2 separate regions of the Danio rerio genome follow, and region 1 is linked to region 2. The links are chromatin contacts, called in public HiChIP or PLAC-seq maps. All regions are on one chromosome and are shown on one strand. The core of a region is the stretch at or near the end of the contact, and the rest is flanking DNA. Distances in the headings are between cores, read along the strand shown.

Region 1 (4,313 bases), core at 751-3,250, 280 kb before region 2:
TTACAAATTTAGTGGACTAAACATGAAGCAAATAAAGTGGCCAAAGAAATGACAAGAATCAAGTTCTTTCAGCTCTTTTTAAATTTTTGTTTTGAACAAGCCGCAGTAATCATGTTTTTGAGTGTACCCAAGGCAGAGTGTACTCTCAGCGGTCTCAAAGCTGGTTAGAAACTGAAACAATCTACATCTAAACTTGCAGCTTACATACAAAGGAATTAACTTAAAAAAAATTTAACACATAAAATGGCAATTCTGGGGTGGTCCCCCAGAAACGTGGTTGAGAAACACTGGCCTACATGACCTCTGACATGGCTGGGCCGATCCTGAGGAAACAAATCATTGGACACACAGAAAAAGCAATCACACACATTATTCCAGCCTTACTCTGTAATGAGATGACACTAAGGTCAGCATATAATCTAGGCTCTTAAACATTCAACTCTAATAATAAGCATAAAGACATAAGAAAGGGTATGTGTTACTGTTCTTGGAGCGGATGTCCATCAGAAAAATCAGTCCAATACAATAACAAATGTTTTTATTTGTTGAGATTAATAATGAGGGATAAAATCTAATATTTTCTAATTCATCTGAATTAAAAACATTGATATTGTGTTATTGTGTTATTTAAAATGTATGTAAACATGTCTAAAAACTCTTACATTTTGAAAAATAAATGTAATAAAAAAGTGGGGTGGTGCAGTAGGTATAGCGCTGTCACCTCACAGCAAGAAGGTCGCTGGTTTGAGTCCCGGCTGGGTCATATCTGTGTAGAGCTTGCATGTTCTCCCTGTGTTCTTGTGGCTTTTCTCCATGTGCTCATGTCTCCCCCAATTGTCCGTAGTGTATGTGAATCAGGGGTTGACTTAGTGATTTGGGAGGCTGTAAGCATTTCCAGGTATGAGGCCCTAGCATTAAAACTCAAAACACTCTTTCTCTATAGATATTTGTTTTCTCTCTAGATTCAGTTTTTTTTTTTTTTTAATAAACTGCATGTTAAAAATGTATTTTAAGTGAGACCTTCAGAATTAAAAATGAAATACTATATATTTGTAAATAAAAAGTACGCTCACAAACTATGTAAAGTTAATTAGCCATGCATACTTGTGATTAAATGTTAATATTTGCATGTGCAGTGAGGAAGGAGTGTTCCACTATTCATGGGGCCCCCTGGTTTAGAAAAGAATAATGTTAAAATCTTAATAGTTATAGACAGATTTTACAACATATGATAGAAAAAATATAAAATATCTTTATGATTAATATAGGCTTCTTGGCATTGATCGGGGCCCCCTATTTTCCCAGGGCCCTAAGTGTTTGCTTAACTCGCTATTGGTTAGGTCCGCCCCTGGAGAGAATGAGAGTGTATGAGTGTTTCCAAGTGATGGGTTGCAGCTGGAAGGGCATCTGCTGCATAAAACATATGCTGGATAAGTTGGCGGTTCATTCCGCTGTGGAGACCCCTGATGAATAAAGGGACTAAGCCAAAGGAATATAAATAAATGAAGGCAATTTAAATGTTCTGTTTTACACAGCCATATGCGCATTAGTTAAAAGGATGGAAAATAAAAATTACATTGTTATTTAAAGAAAATGTTCCCAAATACAAGTGGTAATTAAATATCACTTCGATATTTTTAAAGTATTAATGTATGTTACTATAATAATTATAATATTTAAACTGTCCATGATACTGTAAATACTATATATATATATATATATATATATATATATATATATATATATATATATATATATATATATATATATATATATATATATTCATGAGCTGCTCACGGTCAAAAGATCACAGTGCTGCAAGTCATTAAAAAACAAATCACTTCCTAAATACTTCGAATCGTACTATGATAAAAGTCTTCGCTGAATTAATTCAGTCTTCGCTGGAACTCTTCATTCGCCAGTACACCGGCGCACCCTTAGCAACGTCTGCTTCTCGACCAATCAACTGCGCGAATCTCTTTCAGCGTCATGAATATTCATCAGTAAGGCCTTCGCCGTAGTAGTGCGCAACAGAGGCGATGCAAAGGCGGAGTTTTACCGGCGGGGCTGGTGGGGAACGGATGAGCGGATCACATCCCTCCCTTCCCGTCTTTTGTAGTCAAGGAAGAAGAAAGATGGCGCCTACACATGTATTGAGATGCTGCCAGAGGGGTCTGGCGTGGATACCGGTGATATTTATTGCTTTAGTGGTGTGCTGGTCGTATTATGCATACGTGGTGGAGTTGTGTCTACGTGAGTTCGCTGTATTATTCATATCTGACGGTCACGCGCCTACCGGAAGTCACTGAACTGAGACCTCTATGAATGATTTGTTTACATGAACAGGCTAATTAGCGTATTGATTGAGGCAAAACAACACGGATTATGGTCGTGATGTGGTTTTGAAGCGGTGTATCATGGCCGATATTAGGGAGTGTTTCTACTGGTGGATCCCGAGATAATATGTTATCGGTTTACTTAACAGTTTAATTTGATTTATAGAAGTTCATATCCATTTGCAAGTTACCTATCTAGTTTTATCTTATATGAAAGTTTGTTAGAGTGTTACAGGAAGACGCCCTTTAAGTAAATATTTCTTGACATGTCAACTACTTACAGGAAATAATTGCTGTTTTTAAAATGTATCATAATTCCAAAATGTGTGATAGATAGATAGATAGATAGATAGATAGATAGATAGATAGATAGATAGATAGATATGTTTCAAGTTAATATTTGATTGAAGCAAAGTGACGTTTCCTCATTCTCTTTCAGTTACTATTTCCAGCACTGGTGAAAAAAGTGAGTAATCCTTTTTGGCATGATGTATACTCTGCAGATATGAAGTACACAACTTAAACTTTAGTTCATTTCTCATTAATAAACTGCATTACTTTTAAGGCAGTGCTTCCTACAGGATTGAAATGTACTTGTGGTGGTAGACAGATTGAAACACACCTTTTACCCACAGCGCATAAATGGTTAATTACATGTGACAAACGAAACGAAAAATTATTTTAAAAAGCCTGTTGAAATTATAGAAATCCACTATTTCTTTTATTTTTATGCTATTTAGGAGCCATGTGCACCCACTGACAGCTAAAGGCTGCTCTCTTTCTCTCTCTCTAAAGTTGCTTTATTGGCTTGACTTTTACAGTACTGCCAAAGCATTTTAGATATGTATAAAGTAATATATTAACATCATTAAATTAATTAAATATACAGAAAAAGAAAAAAAAAGTAAAAGAAAATTTACTTAAAAAGTGAATAATTACTAGAATAAAAAGTGTCGATTAGTTGAATGAGGCAAATTAGTTAATTAGCTGTTTCTGATAGTTTACAAATATTTAACATTTTACATGGTAAAATTTTTCTGAGTCGTTTATTAAATTATTAATCATTTAATGTAAAGAGAAGATTTTCTTAACGTCCTTTGGCATGCGATTGGCCGTCGGATGCTAATCATCTGAAAGTAAATGTACTGCAAATGTTTAACACCACAATGTGGGATTACCGACACAAAAGCGGAGAAGAATTATACAGTTTAATCCCAGGTAAAAAGCACTGCTAACTCCATTTCTAAATTACAAGTGGATAATATAGTGGTTAAATGTAGCGATGTACAATATATCGATTACTTTATTGAAATCGGTCAATAATACAGTTGTGTTTAATGTTATCTGCCTGGTAAGAAGATAAAGTCAGCAATGAGAGGTTTTTTTACCTTAGGAAAAACAGAGGCCTTCAAAGTTGCTGTTTATGAAGTATTTTGTTAAAAGCAAGATCTTAATTTGTCTTTGATTTCTGTGCTTACGGTTTTTAAACGAAGAAATTTGCCAATATATTTGTTTGCATTTTCCCAGGGTAATCAGAGTCAGATAAAATAACATTGTATTTATCGGTTTACATATCATATCAGAATCAGTTTTAGAATCATAAACAATATATTATTGCTTTCAAATGAAAAAAAAAAACAGCCATATTATTGCATCCCAGGTTAAAGGTGACGTTTAGAATAACTATAACTCTGGGTTAAGTGTAGACTGAAAATCCCAATGACTAACAGATCAGTCAAAATCAGCAAAAGTTCTTTGTCAAGTTCACACAACAACTTTTATTCAGAGCATTAATATGAAAAATTGCTTTCAAGAGTTACAGAAAAATAATATGCATTGATAAATGAAAAAAAATATTATATTAAAATTATTATATTATTATATTAAATATAATATAATATAAAATAAAATTATTATTATAATTATAATGTTTGTATATTTATTATTTACTTTATTATTAATATTCTAATATTATAA
Region 2 (4,646 bases), core at 2,108-4,607:
GGGTTAAAGGTGAAACCATCTCCACAATTAGTTTACTAATAGTTGGAGTGAATGAAAACGAGTGAGTCGCTATAGAATAGTTTGTGCTTGTTGTTTAATAATCATGCAAAAAAAAAAAAATTAAGTTGGCTCCATTCAAGTTTAATATTTTTTCTGAGTTTCATCATGCAAATTGCTTAATTAATTATAAATTTCTTAATTTCATAACTATGGAATTTATACTTGCACAACATTATACAATGAAATCCCATTTCGCCTTAAAAAAAAAAGAGGAAAAAGATATTTACTTTATTTTTCTCCTCACAGTTGCAATTTACATTTGCACAAACAATCTGACCTTTTTTTCTTCAAAACTGCATGCTACAAACTCACATTTGCTATCTATTAAGACCGTACTGTGAGATAAACATGCTTATAATTGAGAGGGAAAAATACAGAATTACATGAAAAATAGTCAAGAGTTGGATATAAACCCACATTTCCACCTGCATTTCTACTTTTCTTAGAATTGAGATATAAGCCTGAAAATTCTTAGTTTAAAACCTGCAACTGTTTAAACTAGCTTACTTTTTCAGAATGTAATGCAACACAATTGGAAGTTTATATATTTCACAATTGCATGTGGTGTTAAAATGATGATTCGGAAGTGGGTGCCACCTTCTAGTAAGTCTCACAAAATTTGTGAAATGTCACAAATTTTGGACTGACACATTTAAAATGTTTTTTTTTAATTTCTTTTATTAAATTCAAGTTTATTTGTATAGCGCTTTTCACAAAACTTGTTTCAAAGCAGCTTTACAAAAGGTGCACATTACTGTATTATTAAGAACAGTCAAATTCTGAAAGTTTAAAGTTATTAGTTACTAAAAACTTTTAACTAGTAAACTAAATAAACTAAAACTAATTATCTAGTAACTAATAGCTTTTATCAGTTTATTTATATATATATATATATATATATATATATATATATATATATATATATATATATATATATATTTAAACATAGTTAACCTGCAGTTATATAGTATATAGTCGATGTCTATGAGTCCATGTTTTATGAAGTGTATGTTTTCTTAAGCGTTAACGTATCATATATACAGAGCAAAAGAAACAACGGTTAATTTTAGAAAATCATTATCGAAATAATTTTAAAAGCACTAAAACTAGAAATAAAAAATGTATCAATGCTGTAATAGTTTATTAACAATAGTAAAGTAACACGGCAGCTAACCTGTGGACTGAGCACTTTGCTCCTGTGCCTGGACAATCTGTGCGATTTGCGCTCTTAGTTTGGCCAGCTCCGTCTCCAGAACGCTGATCTTCTGAATAGCTTCATCATTGATAACAGTCTGGCTCTGTTGCGCAGGTTCAACCTGGTGAAGACTGGGTAATGACCGCTGACGTCTCAGGGGCCGCCGTTCCTGGGTGCGAAAAACCAAACCTGAATCTGCCTCACACCTGTAAAACATACAGATACAAACATGATACCAACTTCACATCCACATTTATGTTTTAGAACTTTGAAATGTTTTTCACCTGATTCTCCCAGGACCATCGCTCTCTTCTCTGTCGATCCAGGCAACGTCAGCGAGCGTGGCCACGTTTGGCCCATTTGGGCTGTTGAGGAAACTCGCTCCTGAAGCGAACGGATGAAGCTACGCGACCCGAAGACAGTTAAAAGGACAGTTAATAATTACAACACCTGCCTTTAGGGCACTTTACAAGTCTAAAGACAAACACACACGCAAACACTGGAAGCATTTAAACAACTACAACAACAGAGCAAGCAGCATATGTTTTCACAGCCACTGTAACGTAAATATCACCAGGAAAACCAGTTTAAATGTTCATCTAGTGTTTAATGACATGAACATTTAGAACATTACAATGTCAATCAGCTCTTTATAAATTGTACATAATTAATGGCAAGCTTTATTTATTAAAAATAATGACTGTAAGCTTTTATTTTAAAGCAGTTTTGGCCTACATTTTTCAAAAATGAACGGGAGAACTGACCTAAAGCAGACATGCTGCATTCCTGACATACAGGACAGCTGGAAGGAAGGGCAGAGAAGAGAAAACAGACAGAAATAAAAGTTTCAAGGTGGATTTAAAGACATCATACTTTCATTGTAAAGGTTAGACTGAAGGAAAAGGTTGGATTAGATATGAGCTGAAACCCATCCCGTGATTCATGAGTGTTTATGGTCAGCACACTAATGTAATCAAAATAGAAGAGGACAGAAATGAGGATATGTGGAACTGGAAATGAAAGTTAATGGAAGGTATGAAGGCACCGAAACACTTTAAGAACTAAATTGCGAGACGCCACTTTGAACAATATTTTGGTTTTGGGTGAACTACCCCTTGAGAGATGGAAGGTGTTAAAAGTTTTTAGGTACAAATAAAATTGCAATGAATATGGTTATAATAATGGAATAAAATGAACAGACCACCTAAGGCTATCAAAATAATTACAAATATATGAGTGTTTAGAGCACAAACATGGTTTAATAGCCTGTTGTAATCTATATATTTAAATCATAAAATAATTTAGCTTCTATTACCTGAAAATGTACACGAGGACAAGGCGCCAGTGGAAGATTTGTGGCAATTCTTCTGACAATACTTCTGGATGACCCATAATCCTTTGATGGTGAACCTACAGCCTAAGAGTGACACAAATATGATCATACATTTCATCAAAGAATTGAATATTCTGAAATAAGTATGTGTATGAATTTACCAGGTCCATTTCAATCCGTCTATGGTTTCTGCTCATCCTGAGATTGAAGTATCTTCAGTCATAGATATGGCTTGTCATAAATAATCATCTTCAGATCAAAACCTAAAAAAATAAATAAATAAATAACTGTGTTAGAACCCAATCTTGATGATATTATATAACTTCACATTTTATTTTTAACTAATACTATCATGTAAAGTGGTTTTTAACATAAAATCGTATGATTATTAGTCAATCTCACATTTTTTCACATAACTCCATTCCCAGTTTCCTAAACAGTAACTTTGTGACAAACATCCATTGTTTATAGTGATATTGTTGACACTGAAATCTGCCAGAAAACACTGAGGTACTACACATTTTTCTAGTTGTTTCTCACTGAAGAACATGAATGTCAGACAAACAAAGAACGACTAACTTTCTACAAACTTAATTTACAATGCATAAGGCCTAGGCGTCATCGTTTCAGTGTTGCAATAAATGCCCTTTTGGTTGGTTATAATATAATAGGGCAAATCAATGTCTTACCGTGTAAACTGTAGCGTAACACAAGTTTCTATTAGTCCTTGCTGTGCTATGCTAATGCCATCCAGACCAGCGGTATTCCGTGTGTTTTTCCACAGTTCGGGAGCAGTCGCTTGGAAAAGAGGGCTGGATTTTTAGAATTGGCCAATGAAATCTGAGGGTTTTCTATAAATGGGTGGGTCCTAGAATTATCGAGAAAATCACTGGTTAAGTATGGTGGATAGGCAACTCAGCTGGCCAATCAGAGCATAGTATGACTCACATATACTAGGCATGCGTAGATGTAACTGACTGAATTCATTCATGTGTGGATTTGTCTTTGAATAACTTTATAAAATATTATGTTTTAAAAAGTATCACACATGTACTTTATTGATGTGATGATGTATCGTTTGTTGTTGTGTATGAATTGTGTGAATATAAGTGGTTTATCTGGGAGAATGTTTTTCGCCTGTTTGTTCAGATGTCAGCGTCGTTTCGCTCAATAACTGGAATTTTTATAATTGTTTGTCTTCAGTTTAAAGAGAAAACACCTGCCTTTTTGTTCTGTCTACTTAAATTGCCTTCGTTTTATAATATAAAGCAAATGCGTTTTACTAATGTCCAATAAACACACACATATATAGTATTTTTTTTTTTTTACTTGTTTGCTTCATTCATTTATTCATTTATTTTCTTTATGGCTTAGTCCCTTTATTAATCCGTGGTGGCCACAGCATATGTATCATTTATTCATCTCTGGGAAACATTAGACACTCATTCACACTCATACAGTACAGACAATTTAGCCTACCCAATGCACCTGTCTTTGGACTGTGAAGGAAACCAGAGCACCCGGAGGAAACCCACGAGAACGCGGGGAGAACATACAAACTCCACACAGAAACGTCAACTGACCCAGCCGAGACTCGAACCAGCAAGCTTCTTGCTGTGAGGCGACAGCACTACCTACTGTGCCACTGCGTCGCCCACTTGCTTTCTTGTCAGATGCTTTTGATTTGTTACTCCTACAATACAAAAAATATTAAATGGAAATGACACGTAAAATGCATTAAATAAGACTATATGCAGATAAATACACACACACACACACACACACACACACACACACACACACACACACACACACACACACACACACACACACCAAATCTGAAATTAAATAAGTGTAATATTATATAAATTATAATAAATAAACTAGTACACCTGAGAGCACAATAACCATAAAAAGAAACTTTAAGATTTGTTAAAGATTTGTTCATTTGTAACATTTATTTATTTTATATAATACAAATAAAAGCAGGCATTTATTTAGAAAACTATTAGTTGTAATTTGCTAAAACTTGATTAACCAGAATTAGATAACTAAACA

The links. HiChIP or PLAC-seq counts read pairs in DNA pulled down with a chosen protein or histone mark.
Region 1: a contact with region 2 is called in an H3K4me3 HiChIP or PLAC-seq map of embryo, with 2.5 times the contacts expected there. The contact joins the promoter of zdhhc20b here to the promoter of mtfr1 in region 2. A contact is called at or near these places in 1 of 18 Hi-C or Micro-C datasets (an unstated tissue) and 1 of 4 datasets of contacts at active chromatin or transcription factors (embryo).

Annotation. Positions count from the first base shown.
Region 1 is chr24:28,966,492-28,970,804 of GRCz12tu, reverse strand. zdhhc20b (zDHHC palmitoyltransferase 20b) reads left to right here and starts at 2,000. Exons shown (of 14, transcript NM_001423810.1): 1 at 2,000-2,253; 2 at 2,776-2,802. The coding sequence starts at 2,040.
Region 2 is chr24:28,690,367-28,695,012 of GRCz12tu, reverse strand. It overlaps mtfr1 (mitochondrial fission regulator 1), which reads right to left and starts at 3,357. Exons shown (of 8, transcript NM_001008578.1): 1 at 3,278-3,357; 2 at 2,750-2,851; 3 at 2,571-2,672; 4 at 1,540-1,658; 5 at 1,235-1,461. The coding sequence starts at 2,785.